4 separate regions of the Mus musculus genome follow, and all the other regions are linked to region 1. The links are chromatin contacts, called in public HiCAR-type and promoter capture Hi-C maps. All regions are on one chromosome and are shown on one strand. Each heading gives the region's core, a stretch centred on a gene start, on an enhancer-like site or on the middle of the called end of the contact. The rest is flanking DNA. Distances are from core to core; before and after follow the strand shown.

Region 1 (3,298 bases), core at 493-2,992:
GAAGATAGGTAACCAATTATGTAGCGGGACTTAGAATAAAAAAGCTGGGTAATTAAGTTATGAGCTAGAGAATAACCCGAAGCATTAAGTCATTATCTTGGGGAGCTTGTGTGCAGGTGGAAAAGCCTGATGCTACATTTCCCGGTATTTGACATTGCAACAATGCTTTTGAGTTTTAGGTAGAATTAAGACAAAATTCATCATAATGGGAAATGGTAATTTAATAATTGTGGTTAGCGGGGGTGGGGGTGGGTGGGGTGTGTGTGTGTGTGTGTGCTGTAGAGATGGCTCAGTGGTTAAGAGTACTGACATCTCTTTCAAAGGTCCTGAGTTCAATTCCAAGCAACCACATGGTGGCTCACAATCATCTATATTGGTATCTGATGCCCTCTTCTGGCATGCAGACATATATGCAGGTAGAGCACCCATACATTAAAAAATTTAAACAAACAAACAAAATAATTGTGGTTAATTGTGGTGTGAGCTATTACATTTTCTCAGGATAAAAGACCATCTAAGGGATGTAGGACAGGCCCAGTGTGGTGGTAAAAAGGGTGCTGGATCCGTGGAGATGGAATTACAGACAGTTGTGAGCTGCCATCCAGATTCTGGGAATGGAATCCAGGGAGCCATCCCTCCAGCACACCCCCTACCCCATCCTGTTTTTTTTTCTTTTTTCTTTTTAAGCACAGCAAGTGCCTACTGTCTTGGGCCTCTCTGCTCCTTGTAAATCGTCCAACCCTGTGTGAAACCCTCAGCCTGGTCTCTGCTGCTCTTCAGGGGTTTCTTCCTGCCCTTCAGGGTACTTGGGACTGCTTTTAATTTCTGTGGTTTATTCTATCTCCCCTACACTTACTATGCAAGGTGCAGGCTTGTGGGTGCCTCCCCTCTCTGTTCATTGTGTCTCTTAAGACCTAGAACAGTGCCTCACATACACTACCTGCTTTAAATTTAAATTTAAAATGAAAGTTAAATAAATGGATGAGCGAGTGAATGGCTGCTGGAATTGGCTTCCAAAGGCAACAGAACCCACCCAAGTTCTGTTTTGAATATTTAGTTGCTACTTTATTGCCCTTTTAACCACCAGAGCAGTTGTTTGCTCTGTTCATCTCTGCACTTGAAGTGTACAGTAGCTCTTGGTCTATAGTAAGGGTGTAGTAAAAATTATTTGCCTCCCTCTTTAAAAAAAGGTTGATAACTGGATTCTGTAAAATTCTTCAAATTCAGAGGTGAGAAAGCTTGCTGTTATCAAGAATTGGCAAGCAACTGGGTAAGTGCTGGGGAAACAGGTCAGGAACTGAAGAGCAGAACTCAGTGGCTTTGTATTTGAGATGAAAAGTTATAGAATGCAGGAGGGTAGAGAACAGGCGTTAAAGCAGCCATGTGTGGAGACCTATGCCAATAATCCCAATGCAAAGAGACCCAAGTTAGAGGCCAGGCTGGGCTTACAGAGCAAGATCATACCACTCGCATACAAAGCGCATTCCACAGAAACCAACAATGATAGGCAAGGAAGGATGGATACAAAGTGAAAGAGAGACAGAAAATTTCATATGATAGGCAAGGAAGGATGGATACAAAGTAAAAGAGAGACAGAAAATTTCATACAGGGTGAGTAACTTCATGCAGTGGATACTAAATGAGGGTGAGGTCCACCTGCTATGCTCCCTGGGCACTAGTGAACTTCATTTCCCATCATGCATCGCGTCGCGGAGGTGGCGTTTTTGGACCACAACTCCCGGCATGCCGCCTATCCCAGCGGCGCGGCCCGAAGCTGGTTTGACGGGCGGAGCGGCGGCGGAGGATGGAGGCGGTGGTGTTCCTCTTCTCGCTCCTCGACTGTTGCGCGCTCATCTTCCTCTCCGTCTACTTCGTATCCTTGGTTGAAGCGGGCCGCGGCCGCCGCTCGTTCCCAGGGCTACCGCCGGGGCAATGGGCAGAGGGTGGGCCCGGCGGGCGCTGGCAGGTTGGGGTGAGGGGGCGGCGGCGCGGGCCCGGGTCGCGAGCGGAGGAGCCTCGCTGCGCCTCGGGCGGGCCTGAGCCAGCTCCCCCTGCCTCCTCTTCGCCTGCCTGGGCCGCCGGGGGTCCCCGAGAGAGCGAAGCCGTTCAGGGGCATAGCCGGCCGGCCTGAGGCTTTGCCGCCTTCTCTAGTCCCCGGCAGCACCCTTGCCCCTTTGTCCTTGTGGGTGTCTGCCCTTCTGGAGACTCCCCACACCCAGGAGATGACTCATTCCAAGAACTGGCGGTGTGCTTCCTTCACGTGCAGTTCTTTAGGGTTTTTGAAAGAAGCATCCACAAAGTGTTTCTGGTTGCCTTCCGCAGTGGACTATCTGTAAACTCAGTAACTATACCTGTGGCTTAATCCCCAGTTTCTAAACTTTATATATATATATATAAAATCCGTGTTAACATTCAGTATTTTCTATAGTTGTTTCTGTTACAGGTTTCAAACAGTATTTTCCAGACCAGTACATGGTGTTCTTCAGCCTAGCACTGTAGTAGTTGTGTGATGTGACTTCAGTACTCTCAGTCCTTGGGGGATGATAGTCTTTGTTACAGCACGCTGCTGTAATGCAGTAGTGTAATGCACAGACCACTTTTAAGTAATTAGATATGACTAGTAAAGTGCTCCAGGACCTGTGGCTGTTGCCCCTTTCCCTATGAAATCACGTCCTCTTTTCTGATCGAATTGAACTTTTTGTTTGTGCAGCCCTGGAATGGCTGCACAGAATATATTTCCCGCTTTTATGATGAACTGACAGTTTGTCTTAATAGGAAGAAACAAACTTTGGAACTATGAACCTTGCCCAGTACTGTATCTTACCTGCTTCGATTTTCTTTAGGATTGTAGATATGTATTTCCTAAATATACACAGTGAGAATTTGTGTCAAACACCCAGTGGCTGCCCAATTGAAATTATCTAGCAGCAGTTCTTACTTTGATGATTTCTCATGCAAAGAGCCCTGTGTTTTATTAGCTTTGAGGAACTGAATAAAAGGGCAAGATCTCTTACCTAAGTTCCAATGACCATTGTTTAGCTTATGATATAAGGGACCAGAGCTGTTTGACAGAAATGCAACAACAATTTTTTATTATTTTTGTAGTTTGGAAAATTTGATCATTAAAACAGTCTTGGTGTATAACAGATCATGTATATATGTACATGTTAGCTGGAATGTTGAACAGTGGTTACACAGTCAGGGCACATTTTGGTGAGAATTCAGATTTTACAGTGTTGTAGGATTGTTGGAGTAATTGCGTTACAGAGAGTAGGTGGGAAATGGTCAGAGTAGATTT
Region 2 (3,298 bases), core at 597-3,096, 2.9 Mb after region 1:
AATGTACACAGTGATGAACACAGCAAATGTGGCTGGACAGACAAGCATCAGACCTAATACCTAGAACTCAAACCGTAAATGGGAACCCCAGCAGTAAATATTCAGGGATATAGATAACCTACAAAAGTGCTCTGGGAAATTCTTTTCTGGGTTCCACGGAAAATGCGCACAGCCTACCTCCTCCACTAGCCTGATCCTGCTAATCCTCAAAGATCTAAGGACCAAAGGGTGCGACCTGGACACTCGTGTGCAGACATTCGGGTGTGGGTGCTGTGTATTTGGGTGTGTAGACAGAATGGGGCTAAAGAAAATCCTTTTCCAACCCCAGTGTGCACTTGTGTAGAAGTGCTCAACTCAAGGGAGATCATGCTGAATCGACAGAGCTAGTCAGCGAAGGTGATGATGGTTGGACACCTTATGATCCTAGATCAACAGCAATGGTGAATGTCTGGGGCCTAAAGCAAACGCCTCCCATCATTAAGGACATCTGAACCTGCCACGGAGCTGATAATGTTTTATTCCACTTCAATTACTTCACATTTTGGTCTTCCTCTCTGAGGGGGTAGGGAGGTATAAAAAGCTCTATTGCTTTAGGATTCTTTAACGCAACTTCATCACAGTTCATCTGGGCTTTTCCACTCCTTTGAATTCCAGGGTCATTCTTCTGTACCTTCCCTGATATTTTTCTGGCAAGGCGCTAGCAGGCTTGCTCAGCTTCCCACTTCTCTTCACCGGTGACATACCCCGACCAGTAGTGACCCCTCTGATGGACAAAGTTCGGGGAATCGGGAGAGCTGGCGTGGGCCCTTCCATGCTCCTCAAGCGCCGCTCATTCTGGCTGTTCAACCCGAGCTCTGGCTCCTTCCCGCCGGCGCTTGCTGTTCCAGGCTGGCGCTCCTTGGCTCGCCGAGGGCCCTGCGCCACTGAGGGCCGGGGGCGGCCCAGCACCGGGGGGCGGATGGACTGCGGGCTCCAAAACATCGCACAGGGGGAGGTGGCCGCGGGAGAAGCGGGGACCGCGTTGGGAGGAGGTCGGTGCCTGGGCTGCGGGGCTTGTGGGGCGTTCGGAGGGCCCGGCCACGCCCAGCTCTGCGGGACGGCGCCCACGCTGCCCTTCAACACCGGCCCCCAGTGGCTGCTCTCACAGAGCCAGGCGTCCTCCTCCGAGTAGCTCTCCGGAGTGCCGCCTTCGGGATCGGAGTCGGGCTCCTGAGAACAGGTTGGGGACGGCGGAGGAGTGACAGGGTCACGGAAGTAGGGGAACAAGAGCACGGCGCGCAGCCGCCGCGCGGGAGAGCAGTAGGGCAGCCGGAGGGGCAGCGACATCTGCGGGCCGGGCCAAGCGGGGCTGCGGGGAGGCCGGCCCTGTGCACGCTCACGTCCCGCGCGGCGCAGCCACAGCCATGGAGGGACCCGGCTTCGAGTCGTCTCCGGCCTGGGGAAAGTTGGATGGACACTCCACCTGGAGTCAAAAGGCGGAATGGAGACCCCGCGAGGCTGATGTCCTCAACAGGGGGCGGGGGAGGGTCAGAAGAACCAGTTTCAGCCGGAGCGACCAGAGCAAGCCATTGACACTTCAGTCCCAGGAAGGGTTAACCGCGTCCTGCTGCCTAGGTTTACATGTAAATAGAGAGCCGCTGCTCCAAGCGGGCCCGGGCTAGCACTTTTAAGTTTTTGATTGGTTGCCAATGACATCACCACCCGCGCGTTCTAACACACCAAACCCACTAGCGGGTCCGAGCCGGCCTCCCTCCCAAGGCGAGGCCTCGCCCCTTTCTCCGCCCTCCTCGGCTTCTTATTGGTCAGAGACCACTGTGATGTAGCGGGCGGCAGCCTCTGGGTCTTCATTGGCGTATCGCGCCGTCGCTCGGAGGCAACCCCGCCCCCTCCAAAGCTTACATTTACGCTGTAGCAAAAGAGAAAGTAACTCTGTGTTGCTGCTGGGGATCAATGAAGCTGAGTGAATGGGGGCGCACTGCGCGAGCGCATAGCTGGAGCGGGCGCCAGATGGTAGAGGGCTACGCTTATTGATGAAGTAAGTGGAAGACATCACGGGTCACTCAGAGCCGGAGGGTGGAGGGTTCCGTGTGTGTGTGTGTGTGTATGTGTGTGTGTGTGTGTGTGTGTGTGTGTGTGTGTGTGTGAGTGAGAGAGAGAGAGACAGAGACAGAGAGACAGAGAGAGAGAGAGACAGAGACAGTGTCAGAGAGACAGAGACGGACCTACGTCAGGTAAGGAAGATCCTAAGGTTTAGTCTTTTGGCTCTGCTTGCCCTGGGATGAAGAGGGGAAATGAGTTTTGGTTTGGTTAAGATGCTTTATGGCAGTTTTCAAAGCCCAAGGCTTTGCTCATGATGCTCAGTGGTGGCACGGAATAGGGATGCTACGTGCCCCAGGAGTGGGGAAGGAGCATTCTTTAAGCACTTGGTTTTTCTTCAGTCCCTGTTAGTGGTGGAAGGAAGATTAGCGAGAAAGGGGGTAGGGGGTTCGTGCTATTTTTGTGGGAGGTTTCCCGGGCCAGACTGGCTTTGGAGCTATCTGCTGCAAGGATGCAGATCTCAGTGCGCTCTGTGCCCGTGTGTGAGCAGCAGCACAGTGAAGAGGTACCGGTCCCAGCCTGTGTCTCTGGAAAGTCGTTCCCGGGTTCTCCTCCTAGGGAATAGGCTACTAATCCTGGATGTCCCCTTACCAGGTAGCAAAATAGCAAAGACTTTGACTGCATTCATGTTCCAGCTGGGACACAGTTAACAGTTTTTGGAATAGTACTCGCTCTGAAAAAAAAAATACTACGCAAGGGAGAGGGAAGGAGGGAGGGAGGGGAGGGGAGGGGAGGGAGGGAGGGAGGCAGGCAGAAGGTTTGATCCTTTGCTCCCAACCAAAGGTGGGTGAGAGAAACCCGAGTCAGTGGGGATATGCCTACACGGGTGGGGACGTGCTCCTGGGTGCGCGTGTGTGGATTTTGCTGGTGACACTTTGGCTCGGTCTCAGAGAACAGTTACGGTCATGAATAGACCGATGATCCTTGATGTTTTTCCAGTCAGCTCTTAAAGTTCGTTTAGATGAGTGGCTCTTGCTTGGGGTTTGATTTCTCTAGTAGAGGAGTCAGAATTGCTATGTTATAGGGTGGCCTTGTGCCTACCGGGAGGAGGAAAGTGATCCATTGCAGGCACCCTTGGAGGAGGCAAAGGCAGCCCCCGTGGGCTCTAGGTCTGAGCTTCCCAATTAGCCTAACTGTGGTAAAGGGACGAGTGAGGTTGCCCTCTTGGAATCCACACTGTTTCCAAGAAGAATATCAGTAT
Region 3 (3,298 bases), core at 542-3,041, 2.8 Mb before region 1:
TGTCCTTCTGGAATGTATAAACAGAACACTAACTTCCACCAATCCCAAAGACTGAGAATGTCATCAGATGAAATCTAAGGCCAATAGCCAGAGACATTCCATAAACTGAAGTGTCTTATCTCTTTTGTTACCATATAAAACTCATAAGACTGTAACACTTTTATGTTGAATATGGTTTGGGGGCAGTTTGAATCCTGTCCTTGGGTCATGATCATTTACATTTTACTACAGAATAAACTCTATTCTCTTCAAAGTCGTTTTCTTTCATCCACACCTTCAGGGAGAAGGAGAAGGGTGAGCTTGTTACTTTTCATTATTAACTGTTAAAAGACAAAACTGAAAAATATTCTATTTTCGTTAAATTAAGAAACTTTATCGAATCCATGACATTTTTCAAACAAGTGAAATGGACTCCAACTCAGTATACTCTAGCAACGTCTCAGTCACAAGTAAAACGGTAACGCCATTTCCTCGGTATTTTTCCCGTTACGTCCTTTATACCGCAATTAGGAATGCAAAAGAATTCCTCTCTCCTTTATGGAATATTACAACCTTAAATATTACCTTCCAGACAAAAATTCAAAGCCTGGCTAGCCAAGAATTTCAGTAGAGTATCCCAAACTGTCAAGATAACAGTTCCTTTTCTAGTCCTAGTAATATTAGAGCATTATACACTTTGTAACTGTTCAGCTTCCTTAAAAACAAAAAACAACTTACTACGCATAAAGAGAAATATAAATCACTTTTACCCCCTGGGATTGGCGAAAAGCAGTTAATGAGCATGAAGAATAAGACAGTAAGCAGTCCGCATGGTAATTAAGATGAGACCCTCCCAGCTAACACTGACGGGCAAGTAGCGTGCAGCACGTTACATGAAAGGCGGCATGACTCTGCACAATGACAGGCCGGGACATTTTCCGGGGAAGGGCCGTTTGGAACGGAAGAGGCCAAATCGGGAAATAGGTAAACAAAGAAAGGCAAAAGGCCGGGGCCAGGACATTAACCCGAAAACGGAGTCGCCATCGCCTGCTGAACTGGCTGACACTTGGACCCAAACGACCCACGGTCTGGGTTTCTACCCGCTATGTCACCGTCGCGTCACCCACGGCCTCCCTCCCGAAGGAAGGCACTTGCCGCCTGACGCATGCCCCCTAGGTAGCGGCCGCCTCCATTTTGTCCTGAGTCTCCTCCACGCGAGCGGCGCGCTATTTTTAACCTAAATCTGCGGGCCGGAGGGGGAGGGGCGTGGGCCTGGCGGGCGCTGGAAGGCCGCCGCGAGGGACCGAGGCGGGGGTGCGGGAGGTTGTCAAGGTCACCAAAGCTAGGACAAAGGACAAGCTGGGAACGAGGCCCGCGGAAACAGCGCCAGGCGACTTCCGGCAGTGCGGGGGCCGTCAAACCCGGACTCCCGCCCTCTAAGAGGACAAAGCGGCGCGCGACGCGCGGCCCCGGCTCCGCCCTCAGCGCCCAGCACGGGGACGCGCACAACGGTTGAAATGGCGGTTAAGGCGGAGGAGGGGCTGAGGGAAGCGAGTTTCTCGGTGCTCCTTGACTCGGGCCACCCTGCCTGCGAGACAGGAACCGGTGGCGCTTCTCTAGGTTGCCACCACTCGCGTTCCTCATGGTCGGTTGCGGGTTGGAAAACAGTGTGGCCGGTTCCATGGAACAAAGGAGTGTGCCAGGGCGGGCTTCCGGACAGCCCCAGGAACGCTCCCTAAGATGGCCGCCGCCGCGCGGGGATGGGGTGGGCGGAGCCCGTGTTGCTCCCGTCGCGGGCCTGGGCGGGGCGATGGAGAGGACTGGTGCCCATGGCGGCCGCCCCGGAGCCCCACGAGACGGAGAAAAAGGTAATGTTCGCCATGGGGCAAGGGGGGGTGGGGGGAGGTGTGCAGTGCGCAGGCCGCGACCCGGTTTCCTAGACCCATCCCATAGCCGCGAGGTATATCAGCGATCTAGTCCTCATATCCCGGATATATCTAAATTGCCAGTTAAACTAGTGAAGAGCAGGCCTGCAGGGTCAGAAAACGGAGACTAATCCAAAACTAGCATTGGATTTGGTAGAAAGGGCTAATAAAGGGGAAATGAAAACTCTGGAGAGCTGGGCGTGATGGTGCATGCCAGTAATCTCCACTTTGAGGGCTGAGGCAGGGGTGAGTTCTGGGCCAGCAAGTGAATCAGTCCTTTTCCTTGCACAACACAGGAGCGCACACTCACAGGTAAGGTATAGATTTGTTAGTTCAATGTGAGAACTGCAGTTTGACCTCTTATTAAAAAAGACGAAATCTCCACTCTGCATGAAGCCGACATCCTACTGGGGTAACGGGACAGTCGAATTTCATCCATTTAAGCCAGCCGGGATAAAACTGCAGTTTGGCCATGAACTGCTAGGCCTGATAGAATGGCTACAGGAAGGTGTCCCAAGTGGAGACTAATTAAGCCATGGTCAAGTGTCTAAAGATGTCTTTTGTTAAACAACTAAAACACTACCTATCAAATGAAAACTTGCTAGCACAAGTAAGGTCAAATGTAGTGTTTGCTTCATAGCTCATCTAGACTTGCTGAAATTGAACAGTGGGTTTGACAAAAAGACTCTGCTCTGAAAAATAAAGCCATGAAGGCTTGGGATGGGCACACCTTTTAACCAGGCACTTAGGAGGCAGTGAGTTCCAGGATAGCCAGGGCTACAAAGTAAACCTAAAACCTGTCTCAGAAAAGATTTTGGAAGCAAGAGAAACTACTTGAAAATACTTTGATACTTTGGTCGGTTTGCAAAACCGACTAAGACCAAATAAGCAGATGAATAGTCTCACAAACAGGGAGTCGAATAAATGGTATTCAGCTGATAACAGGTCACAAATGTTAAATCCGTAAAAGGAGGGGACACTGCTACTGGAACGTTGCTACTGCCAAATCCCCAGGCCAGTGGAACAGCAAGCCAATTACTGTAAATGTTTTCTCAAGATTCCCGGTGAGATGGAATCTAAGTGTATCTTTGCCTAAACAGTGGCCATGAGCGTGTGGGTACTCAAGTAAAATCAGGAGCATCTAGTTAATATAGTCTTGCAAGGCAACAGAAAAATGGTAGTATTAGGACTTAAGATGTGGAAGCAAGCGCAATCCTCAGAAGGTAAAGGTGCTTATTTACCACCTCTGTTCAAGTCTCTGGAGCTCTTGTGGCAGCCCAAGTCAGACACCCACAGATATAACTTACAGAATTTAAAATCCTTTCAAATTTAAAATCCTTTCAAATGAAAGGATTACAAAGCAGTCCTTTGGGGGGGGAGACTGGTTGAGTACA
Region 4 (3,298 bases), core at 266-2,765, 2.1 Mb after region 1:
AGATAAAATCAAGCCTTATCAGATAAGCAACAAGTCTACCTCAAAAAACGAAATTAAAGGGCCTGGAGAGATGGTTCAGCCGTTATGAACACTGGCTGCTCTTCCAGAGGACCTCAGTTTGCTTCCTAGCACCCACATGGCAGGCAGCCCACAACTCTAGAGACAGGCACTGTGATGCCCTCTTCTGGTTTCTGAGAACAACAGGCCCACATGTGGTGCCCAGACATACATGCAGGCAATAACACCCATACACATAAAAACAAACAACTTAAAAAAGAAATGAAGAGATGCAAAAAGAAATCAACCCAACAGTTAGCCCCATGACTTCAGAAGACTGCCTTCAATGTCTTCATTAATATGTTAAAGCACTATGTTAGGTGCATCCTGCATTACATCAGCTGTGCCACCCAACAAACCGTTCTTATAATAACTTGTCTCACTGCAGCACAAATCTCAAGTAAGTCAGTGAGATACCGGGTTATGGATAAATGCACAGTGCTTTCTGGTTTGTTTGTATGTTTGTATTTGTTTCTTCAAGTAGTTCAGGTCAGACCACCAAGTAAGATGTAAGTTACCAGTACTGGCAAATACCGGGGGATAAAATTAAGATTGTAACTCTTGGGAAGGGAAACACTTGAAGCAATCAGTATACACCAGCCTCCATCAGTGACAGTACTCTGGCTTTGCCTAGTTATGCTCAGTGTGTGGCAAGAATCCAATCTATTTAACATCTAAAAATGTGTCACCCCATTGAGAAGCAAACAGTAAGTCATAAAGTGCAAACATGAAGGTGCAAGCTTTGTCCAGATACTTACAAGCTCACTCCACGACAAAGGAAGTGGGACAACCTGAACTCCGCAAGGTAGAGAAGAGTCTAAAATGAAAACTTCAGTGGGCTTGCTTGTCTGAATCAAAGACCTAAAGTCCTATTAGTCTGACAAAGCCTGAACGGGAGCTAAGTGAGTAAGAGTTCAGGTTTTCCCTACGAATGTTGGGTATTCCCCTCCGAAGACCACTGGAAGAGGGGAGAAGTCTTAAGAGAAAGAAAGCAATGTATTGCAAAGAAAGCAATGCTGAGCATGCAAGCCTTGGCTGCTCATCTCGCAGATGAGTTAGGTCAAGACGTCCTTCTCATCTTTAACCCCGAGGGTGAAAAGAGCTGCCTCTGGAGCGTCTCCCTGCAAGCCCCCCAAGGCCATCTCGGGCCACCTTCCCTACGAGCCTGGGGACGCGGACACACCCCCATGGAAGATGTCACCTCGGCCTCCTCAGCCCCTCGCAGCCACCCTCCGCCGCCAGCCGTCCTCACCCCGAGATCCCTGCTCTCCCGCCGCGCCGACTCCCGCGTGCCTCCTCGGCCTCCCCGGACCGCGGGGACGCAGCGCCGAGAAGCATCCACACCGACCACGGGCGTCCGGGACACTGAGGCTCCGAACTCTGCTCCAGCCGGAGCTCGCGGATCCTGGCCCGGAGCCGCGCTTCCGCCTGGCGCGGGCCGCGGTCGCCAGCGGGACCGGAAGTCCCGCCTCCGGCTATGGGCCCAGGCCTCCTGCTACTCAAAGCCGCTGCAGCTGGGCTGGGGTGCAGAGGCACATGCATCTCCTGTCTCCGTCTTAGCTGTCACTTAGCCAGTCTACAAATGCTGGGCCAGGTGTCCACTAGATGACTCTGAGACCGACCTCTGAGCCCACATTCTGGTTGAAAGTTGAGCTAAACAAAAGCAGTAGCTAATCAGACACCGCGAAGGACTATGTTTTATTTAATTCATTCAGACTGTTTCTTTTCTCCATCACTCATGAAACAAGAAAATGGTAGACGGAGAACCACACCTTGACACACTGTCTAGTTATCTTTAGCTCTTGTTTTTTGTTAAAACCTACTTTCATGTCAGGACTCTAAGGATAACTAAGAGGCATTGAAGTCAAGGCTGGGGACTCTTGTATCTCCTTATCCTTCACAATGTAGCAATTTTGAATAATTCTCTTTTTCTGCTTTTTACTATTAATTTGGGTCCTTTAATTGGCTTACTGAGGATAGGTGGCTGAACCTGGTGTGTTGGAGCACAGGCTGTAACCCTACAAGAAGCACAATTTGTTGTAACACAGCAGTGCTGTGGGAATGGTATGGTGTGTAGAGTTGAGCAAGAAGACGGACTATAAATAACAATTTCAGTTGAGACTGAATTAAAGAACAAATAAGAGTTAAAGTAGGCAAGGACATGCATAGCAGTATACCAGAAAGTAAGAGCCTGTCTTGTTCAGGCAACTGCATAGAAGTACAGTCAATTAAAGTCCAAGACCTCAAAGGCAAGAAAAAAACATAGACAAGACCAGATGTTGCTGTACTTTCGTAGTGGTTTGTAGATTTGGCCCCCCCAAAGATTCGTGTTTGAATGCATGGCCCACAGGGATTGATACTATTAGAAGATATGTCATTGTTAGAAAAGGTGTGGCCTTGTTGGAGGACATGTGTCACTGTAGGGGTGGGCTTTGAGGACTCCTAGTGCTCAAGCTCTGCCCAGGATGGAAGAAAGGCAAAATGCAGAACCCTCAGCTCCTTTACCAGCACCATGTCTGCCTGGCTGCTGCCATGTTTCCTGCCATGACGATAATGGACTGAACCTCTGAAACTCTAAGCCAGCCCCAATTAAATGTTTGCCTTGGTCCTAGTGTCTATTCACAGCAATGGAACCCTAACTAAGACAACTTTATACCAAATATTTTAGCTTCAAATTTCATACAACAGAGTCAATGGAGTCACCATTAGAATAGACAAAACAGCGGATCCTGGGGTTGCCCAGAGTGACTGTCCTAGCTAACAAAGAAAAGAAAAACCTGAGACTGGGCGTTTTAGCTCAATGATCATGGTATGTACCAACTCGCATGAGGCCCTGGGCTTGCTATCCAGCATCCTACAAACCTGGCATGGTGATGCAGGCGTGGAAATGTAACACTCAGGAGGAAGAGGCAAGAGCATCAGGGGTTGCAGGGCGTCCTCAACTCCATAGCCAGGGTGAGGCCAGCCTGGGACACGTGAGATAGAAAGGGAAGTACAGGAATCAGAGGAAGGGTGCTGAGGAAAATAAGAATCTGTAAGACGCCATGCGTAGAATGCAGTCTTCCCTCCAACAACCACACCCAAATGAAACACACTGAGTGGCTACTAACCCCGCCCCCAAGGCCCCAATCTCTGAGGTTGCCTCAACCAAGAGAGATGCCAAGCAAGTGAGGAACCAGGGAAGGGGAGGCTCCAGGGACAGCAGCGAGGGCTGTTGGTTCTGCTACTATTTTCTATTCAC

What was found. Promoter capture Hi-C pulls out the DNA fragments that hold promoters and counts their contacts. HiCAR-type assays count read pairs that join an accessible place to other places.
Region 2: a promoter capture Hi-C map of embryonic stem cells shows a contact between it and region 1, with 26 times the contacts expected there. The contact joins the promoter of Dusp10 here to the promoter of Cnih4 in region 1. A contact is called at or near these places in 2 of 39 promoter capture datasets (embryonic stem cells and pre-B cells).
Region 3: a contact with region 1 is called in a HiCAR-type map of astrocytes, with 4 times the contacts expected there. The contact joins the promoter of Cox20 here to the promoter of Cnih4 in region 1. A contact is called at or near these places in 3 of 39 promoter capture datasets (the C10 cell line, erythroid cells and pre-B cells) and 1 of 115 datasets of contacts at active chromatin or transcription factors (astrocytes).
Region 4: a promoter capture Hi-C map of liver shows a contact between it and region 1, with 9 times the contacts expected there. The contact joins the promoter of Disp1 here to the promoter of Cnih4 in region 1. A contact is called at or near these places in 3 of 39 promoter capture datasets (hippocampal neurons, liver and pre-B cells) and 1 of 9 other capture datasets (adipose tissue).

What each region holds. Positions count from the first base shown.
Region 1 is chr1:181,149,189-181,152,486 of GRCm38.p6, forward strand. Cnih4 (cornichon family AMPA receptor auxiliary protein 4) reads left to right here and starts at 1,743. Exons shown (of 5, transcript NM_030131.3): 1 at 1,743-1,873. The coding sequence starts at 1,805.
Region 2 is chr1:184,032,535-184,035,832 of GRCm38.p6, forward strand. Dusp10 (dual specificity phosphatase 10) reads left to right here and starts at 1,847. Exons shown (of 4, transcript NM_022019.6): 1 at 1,847-2,035. 1700056E22Rik (RIKEN cDNA 1700056E22 gene) reads right to left here and starts at 1,464. Exons shown (of 1, transcript NM_028516.1): 1 at 498-1,464. The coding sequence starts at 1,326. The coding sequence ends at 622.
Region 3 is chr1:178,317,362-178,320,659 of GRCm38.p6, forward strand. Cox20 (cytochrome c oxidase assembly protein 20) reads left to right here and starts at 1,792. Exons shown (of 4, transcript NM_025511.2): 1 at 1,792-1,847. The coding sequence starts at 1,809.
Region 4 is chr1:183,220,014-183,223,311 of GRCm38.p6, forward strand. It overlaps Disp1 (dispatched RND transporter family member 1), which reads right to left and starts at 1,516. Exons shown (of 10, transcript NM_026866.3): 1 at 1,310-1,516.